Linked DNA regions of Sus scrofa: region 2 is linked to region 1. A link is a contact called in public HiChIP or PLAC-seq data. All regions are on one chromosome and are shown on one strand. Each heading gives the region's core, a stretch centred on a gene start, on an enhancer-like site or on the middle of the called end of the contact. The rest is flanking DNA. Distances are from core to core; before and after follow the strand shown.

Evidence for each region. HiChIP or PLAC-seq counts read pairs in DNA pulled down with a chosen protein or histone mark.
Region 2: an H3K27ac HiChIP or PLAC-seq map of alveolar macrophages shows a contact between it and region 1. The contact joins the promoter of ELF4 here to the promoter of ZDHHC9 in region 1. A contact is called at or near these places in 1 of 47 Hi-C or Micro-C datasets (embryonic fibroblasts) and 1 of 2 datasets of contacts at active chromatin or transcription factors (alveolar macrophages).

What each region holds. Positions count from the first base shown.
Region 1 is chrX:106,434,537-106,438,024 of Sscrofa11.1, forward strand. It overlaps ZDHHC9 (palmitoyltransferase ZDHHC9), which reads right to left and starts at 1,541. Exons shown (of 11, transcript XM_003135365.5): 1 at 1,355-1,541; 2 at 935-1,005.
Region 2 is chrX:106,659,765-106,663,252 of Sscrofa11.1, forward strand. ELF4 (ETS-related transcription factor Elf-4) reads right to left here and starts at 1,576. Exons shown (of 9, transcript XM_003135369.4): 1 at 1,264-1,576. LOC106507037 (a long non-coding RNA gene) reads left to right here and starts at 1,253. Exons shown (of 4, transcript XR_002340829.1): 1 at 1,253-1,362.

The sequences.
Region 1 (3,488 bases), core at 291-2,790:
TGATGTGATTCCCAGAGAACTTTGGAACTAGAAGGGATTTTTATAGGTGTTAGTCCGATTACTTTGTTTTGGAAATGAGTAAAGTCAAGACCAAAGAGGGGAAATTACTTATCTAGGGTCACAAGGCCACAAGGCTAAGCCAAGAAAACAAACAAGTCTGTTGACTTTCAGGCCAGGGCACTTTCCACTCTACCATATTGTTTTATAATCATCATGAAGAGGACTCTGAAAATAACAGTAAGAATCTCTATTCTTAAGGAACCATTCTCTCCGCTTCTCCACTTCTTCACTTTCTTTCTTCAATTAGCCGGTCAAATATGAATCACACCAGCGAACAAGTCATCCTCTGGCAGAGCTAGGAGGTTTTGGACATTCTGTACACAAACCCAGGTTGTATTTACTCAAAACAGATTTCCCCTAATCAAACCCTCCTAACTTCCTGAGTCTGGGAAATGAACCAATCTTGCTGGTCTAGCCTAACATTTGTGGGACTCTTAATGAAACCACATCACAAACCTGTAGGTGAAAGGCTGCCTGAAGCAGGAGAGGTTCTGATAGGGCTGGAGGGCGGGGGAGGGATAGCAGCAGTTAAGAAAAGTCATAAGGGTGCTTTCTGGGACATTTCGGAAGTACCATCTCCACTTAGCATCCTGAATCCCCAGACCTTTCTCTGCCAAGGCCACCCTTCTCTCAGGTGTGGTGCTGTGGCCTCTATTTACTGATACCACATGCCCAGTGCTGGCAAGAATGAGGTGGAAGCCTGCAGCCCGACTGACTGATGAGAAACAACCAACTTGAAATCATTCCCGGGCTGGAGAGGGCAAGGGTCCAAAGAGAACCTAGGAGCTGAGCAGGGAAAGGAGAGGGTGGAAGGCTTGGGAAAAGGGAGGGGGCACCAGAGGTGCAGTTAACACTTCCTTTGTGTAAAACTAACCTGGAAAACAATCTCCTCCTAATAAACCAGCCCAGCGGGAGCAGAGAGACCAGGAAGGAGGAGAGCTGGGCCTGGCAGAACAAAGATCAAAATCCGTCGAGAACCAGGGACCGGCCCAGCGGCCCGAGATCCGAGGCCAGAGTTCGAGGCGGACCGGCGGCGGGCGCGGCCTCGGGAGGCCCGCCCTGCCTCGGCCACGCCGCCGACCACCGCCCCGGGCAGGTTGGGACGCGCGCCACCTCCGCACGCTCGTATACACTCACACACGCCCCGCCACGTGTAGTCACCCTCAGCCGCGGGCTCGGCAGGCGCGGAGCCCGAGAAGGGCAGGGCCAGGTCCGCGCGTCCCGGTGCAGCGGAGGGGGCGGCAGCCCACCACGCGGCCGAGCTCCGGAGACCCCCACCCCCACTCCTTGTTACCTGAACCCCGGAGAGCGAACTCAGCGGGGAAACGAGGCCAGGAAGTGCACTATCCCAGGGGACCGCGTCGGCCGCCCGAGGTGGCAGCGACTACTCCCCAGCCCGAAGGCTGCCTCCTCCTGACAAGGGGCCCCAATGGTCCGGGCCCTAAACCAGCTGTGGCAACCGCCCACCGCTGGCCGAATGGAACGCTCCTCACGTCACCAGGTCGTTCCAGTAGTTGCTCGCCCTCCATTGGCTGATCGGCCTCGGCGCCTCCGCCCCTGCCACCCCAGCTCCGAACTACCATTGGCTGACCCAAACGCCACTCGACGATGCCTCCGCCCCACTCCCCCACCCATCTCCCGGCTTCGTGCCCACCTGCCAAGCCACTGGCAGCCTCCCTCTGGCGTCTGAGCGGCAGTGTGTGGAGTGTCGCTTTCTAATAATATAGTTCCGCAGAGACTGGGGTGAAGGTTAGTGCCGATGGGACCAGGAGAGACCGGGGGCCAGCCTCCCCCCACACGCATGGTGAGACGCTGAAGCAACACGGGCTCGCAGATCCGGGTGCTCACCCCAAACTAGGTCCGCCCTGGGCCTCTCCAGCCCTATTTGCATGAAATCAACCGCGACTCGGAATTTTACTCCTTACCGGCGTAAAAACGAGCCCTCTGCCTCCCAAGTCCCATTCATTAATTAGGGACCCCACCTCTTGTTCTAGTCACCCTGGCCTGCAACTCTAAGGCTTTCGGAACAAAACAAACGAAAAAGGAACGTGAAGGGGATAACTGTGCCCAAGAACGTCAAATCTCTTTGCAGTATCGTAAACAAAAAAAATTGACAGTGACGGGGTTAGAGAAACTCTACTGACAGGAAGTACATTCATCCAGGTAGATAATGAAGTAGCTTGCCAAAGAGCTTGTAAATTACTACTAGCTTTGAAGAGCTTGTGATAATGGGGCGGGGGAGCGGGTATCTAAGGCAGAATCTCCACCCACCAACCACATTCATTCTTTCCTTCAATAACCTGCCCCCGCAGTTATTGCCACAGTGAGCCGCTGCTACTGATCTGAGTGCGCCTCATCCTTTAGACGGTCAAGGTTGGAGTGGGGAAAACAATGGAGAACCACCGAACCAATATTACACAGCAGACTTTAAAAGATACAAGGTGGGGAGTTCCCGTTGTGGCTCAGTGGTTAACAAACCCGACTAGTATCCATGAGGACGCGGGTTTGATCCCTGGCCTTGCTCAGTGGGTTAAGGATCCCAAGTTGCCCTGAGCTGTGGTGTAGGTCGCAGACGGGCTCGGATCCTGCGTTGCTGTGGCTGTGGCATAGGCCGGCAGCTACAGCTCCGATGAGACCCCCTAGCTTGGGAACCTCCATATGCTGCCGGTGCGACCCTAAAAAGATAAAAATAAAAGACACAAGGTCTGTTTCCACTAGTATGGCTCTTGGTTTCCAAATATAAGAGGAAATATGAGAAAGGGCTGAAGGTGGCCTTTCCTTACCTGTCACACTGTTGGAGAGAATGTCCAGTTGTCAGCTATTTTCCTGAGTTTGAATAAAGTTGCTCTAGGGCGAAGGCATTTGCAATTAATAAAAAAAGAGGGGGGGGGAGACTGTCAAAGCAGTTTTTTGTGTTAGGTGAAGGACCAGGTACATGGTCAAGAGCTATTCCTCCTTTTACAGGATTTGGGTCCCACAGTGATATGAAGCAAAATGCTACCTAATGATAATTACATTTGATACTTTCATGGCACCCTTCAATCAAAAATTTTAAAGGATTAAAAAAAATCACTAGGTAATTCTCTCATGAGAGAGATGTGTTCTAATTAATTTGTAGGGGAAAGCATGTCTTTATAAAGCTTCTGTTGTTCCTCAGTACTCATGCTAACTATCATCATCGGTTTAGTCTTTATAAACCATATGATCAGTATCATTGCCTCCAATTCTCCCCTTTGAATCCAGGAGGGTGCTGGGATTGCACACACTTGGTATGGAAGGGAGAGGAACATCCCTCAGCCCCATCAGGCCCCTGAATTCCCAAGCCTGTGTACACCAAATGCCCTTAGGAATGAATGGCACAGTCACCCCAACTGCCATCCTCCTGACTGGGGAGCAGACAAAAATAAACCTCTGCAACACCCAAACAT
Region 2 (3,488 bases), core at 326-2,825, 230 kb after region 1:
TGCAGGACCAGACAGGCTTCTATCTCGGGCAGAGGGATGAGGGGCAGGAATCAAACGGCCATCAAATCCCATGGCTGGGGTGTGGTGGGGGTGGTGGCGGGGGGTAGCCAGGGACAACCTGGCCAAGGCGCGGAGCCAAGGGGTCAGGAGGCGACTCTGGTCAGGAAGGCTGCATCCCGAGGGAAGGGCGGCAGAGTGAGGGTGCGATGGAGGGACCAGAAATTCAGAAAGCCGCCGCCTCAGCGGTCTCCAAAGGCAAGGCGCTGACGGTCGGGGACCGGCGCTGCGCGGCTGCTGCGTCCCCGAGCCGGCGGCAGAGGAGGGAACAGAGAGGCGGGAGAAGCCGGGAGAGCGGGAACGCGGGAGCGGGAAGGCTGGCGGCCGGCTCACACGGAAACTCTGGCCGCTGCCAAGAGGTCTCTATTTTGGCAATCCAATTATCCAAGTCATAGGTGTGTGTGTGTGTGTGTGTGTGTGTGTGTGTGTGTGTGTGTGTGTGTGTGTGTGTGTGTGTGTGTAGAGGCAGAGAGGGAAAGGGAAAGAGAGAGAGAGAGAGAAAGAGAGAGAGAGTGTGTGTGTGTGTTACCCTAAGGCGTCTGGTCCCAGAAGCCCTAGAGGCCGCCAGATCAATCTAGCAGCCCCGCCGCAGTGAGGCCCGACCTCCCGCCCTCGGGCCCCGAGCTTTGGGGGCCGGCTGTCACGATCGGCCCGGTCACGGACCCCGGGCTGCTCCGGGAGCGCGCAGACCGGCCCCCACCCTGACACGGGAAATCGATTCCGCTTCAAACCCGGGATCAGGAGTCCGGGTTCCCCACTGAACACGCGGTGGGGCGAGGCAAGGGCGGGACGCGACACGCCGCCGCTCTCCCACCCTTTCCTGGGCCCCCAACCCCTACGCCCCGGGGCGGCCCCGGCGTCCCCGATCCCGCCCTCAGGCAAACTTTCCGAGGTCCCCGAAGGCTCGGAGAACTGGCGCCATCGACGTACCTGAGGCCGAGAGGGCTCGGTCGTCAGGCCGGGGTCTAGCTCCCCGCTCCAAGGGCCGGGACGCCGATCCTCAGCCCCGCCAGCCCGCCTTCTCCCCTCAGAAGCCGGGCCCGGCGAGTGGAGCCGGGACCTCGGCGCCGGCGAAAGGAGAAGTGGAAGTTGAGCGCGGCGCCCGGTCGGTCCCCGCGGCCGCCGGGGCCACCGTCCCCCTCCCTCCTTCCCTCCCTCCTCTCCTCCCTGCCCGCCTGCCCCCGCGGCCCCGCGCCCGTGACTCACCTCGGCGCCGGGGCAGGCTGGTCCGGGCGGGCGAGGCGCAGGGCTCTCCCACACGTCGCGCCGCCAATGGCAAGTTGGAGGGCGAGATGCAAATACCAGGTGAGACGGCGGCGCCCCTGATAAAACGACTCCGGGGGGCGGGGTGGAGTGCGAGGGGAGCCGGGTGGACGCCGGGGAGGGCCAGGCCGGGGGAGGGGGCGGCGGGGGCGCCCGGGGAGGGGGCGCGAGCCAGCGGAGACCTGCACTCAGACAACCGAGCGAAAGGGGAAATTGCACTAGAGACACACACGTCCCCGCAGGCGGCGGCTGGGGCGGGCGCGAAGGAGGCAGGGCGGGAGGGAGGGAAGAGCCTGAGGGAGGGACCGACGGGAGGGACCGCGGGCGGGCGGGGTGGGGGAGGGCGCGAGGGAGGGACGAGGCGTCTTGGTGGAAACAGCGCCCCTCCACCCCCGGCCCGCCGCGGTCGCCAGCACGGCAGGGGGAGCCGTGCCAGGGGCCCGCGCGGCCTCTCCTTCCCCTCCCGGCTCGCTCGCCCCCGGGGGACCACGAGAACCCGGCTCCCGCAGAGCCCCACGGCGCGCGCCCAGCGTCCCTCACGCGGCGCTTCCCGGGGACCCCCGCAGCTCCCGGCGGGGAGCCCCCACACAATGCCTCGCGGAGAAAGCCACTCCATTCCCGGGGTGGGGGGACGGGGGCGGGGGGGGCTCCGGGTGGCTGTGTCCGGCCCCCTCGGCCTGTGGGCTCCACTCGCTTGACGCCTTTGGCCCTGCGCTCCAGATTATTATTGAGCGCCTGCTGTGTGGCGGACCTGGCGTGAGGGCGGGCCAAGCGGGTGGGTGAGGCCGGGAGATGCCCAGAGGATACAATTCGGGATGGTACGCCAGACACCGCGGGATCCCAGGCCAATGCATCGTGCACTGGGCGTGACTAGAGAGTTTGGGGGATTTCTTAGGGAAGTGGAGCCTAGGGCTCCCAGTGGGCGAGGCCAGGAGGATATGAATGGGGGGGAGGGTTGGGGGGAGAGGGGCCGGTGCAGCAGGTGCAAAGGTGGCCAGAGTTGGGGTGCTGGGAAAAAAGCTCGTGTCCCTCTTCTGTCCAAAGCCAGGCTGCTCTGCTTAAGGCACCCACTTGAACCCCAGTCTCCCATTCTACCTCCCCCTTACCCTCTCCTCTGACCTGCCCCAGCAGCCCTACCAGCTACCCCAACCTGATCCCACAGCCAGGAGGTTCTAAGCGGGGGGAGTTGGCTGGGAATTGTCACTTCTTATGGCTCTACATGGTCTGGGGGAGGGGCCCAGCCAGGCCTCAGGCCGGCATCTCCTTGGCAGAAAGCAGCAAAGCGGAAAGGGCCCCAGGGGAGGAGGCCCTGTGAGAGGTGGGGGTGGTCCGAGGGCCTGAGGTTCAGGGATCTGCTCAGCCACCAGCATCTGTCTGCTTCCCCAGCCGCAGGAAAGGATAGTCCCTGGCACAGCACAGGGGAACAGGGCTGGTGGTGGATGATGGTGGGGAAGACAGCTGCAGAGTTTCCAGGGAAAGACCCAGGGGCTGGACTGGGGCACCGGGGCACCTTGAGACCTCTTGTCTACCTAAACCTAAGTCCCTGAATAAAGAGCCAAGAGCAATATTTCACTTGTAAGCAGGCACACTTTCCCCAGGGAATTCCAGGTTCTGGAGACAAACAATTTTCTGTTGTCCTCTTGCCAGTGAAGCCCCCTTCTCAAATTGTGGTAGGTTCCAGCCATCCTTAAGCCCCCTTTACTTTGATCCACACACACACACACACACACACACACACACCCCACTCCCATTTTGATGAGGGTTCTGTGGTCTCTAACATTCCAGGGTTCCTATTCCAGCAGCACCATTTACCGGCTGTATGTCTTTGGGCATGTTCCTTAAACTCTCCAGAGCCTCATTTTCCTCACTATTTATTTATTTATTGCTTTTTAGGGCTGCACCTCAGGAGCATGGAGGTTCCCAGGCCAGGGGTCGAACTGGAGCTACGGCTGCCGGCCTATGCCACAGCTCATGGCAACGCCGGATTCCCGACCCTCTGAGCGAGGCCAGGGATTGATCCTGCATCCTCCTGGATACTAGTCGGATTCCTTTCCACTGCACCACAACGGCAATTCCTCATTTTCCTTACTTTTAAATCGAGGATAATATGAATCTATTTCCCAAGGCTGTGGTGAGGCTTAAAAGATATAGCCTGTGTCTATGGCAGA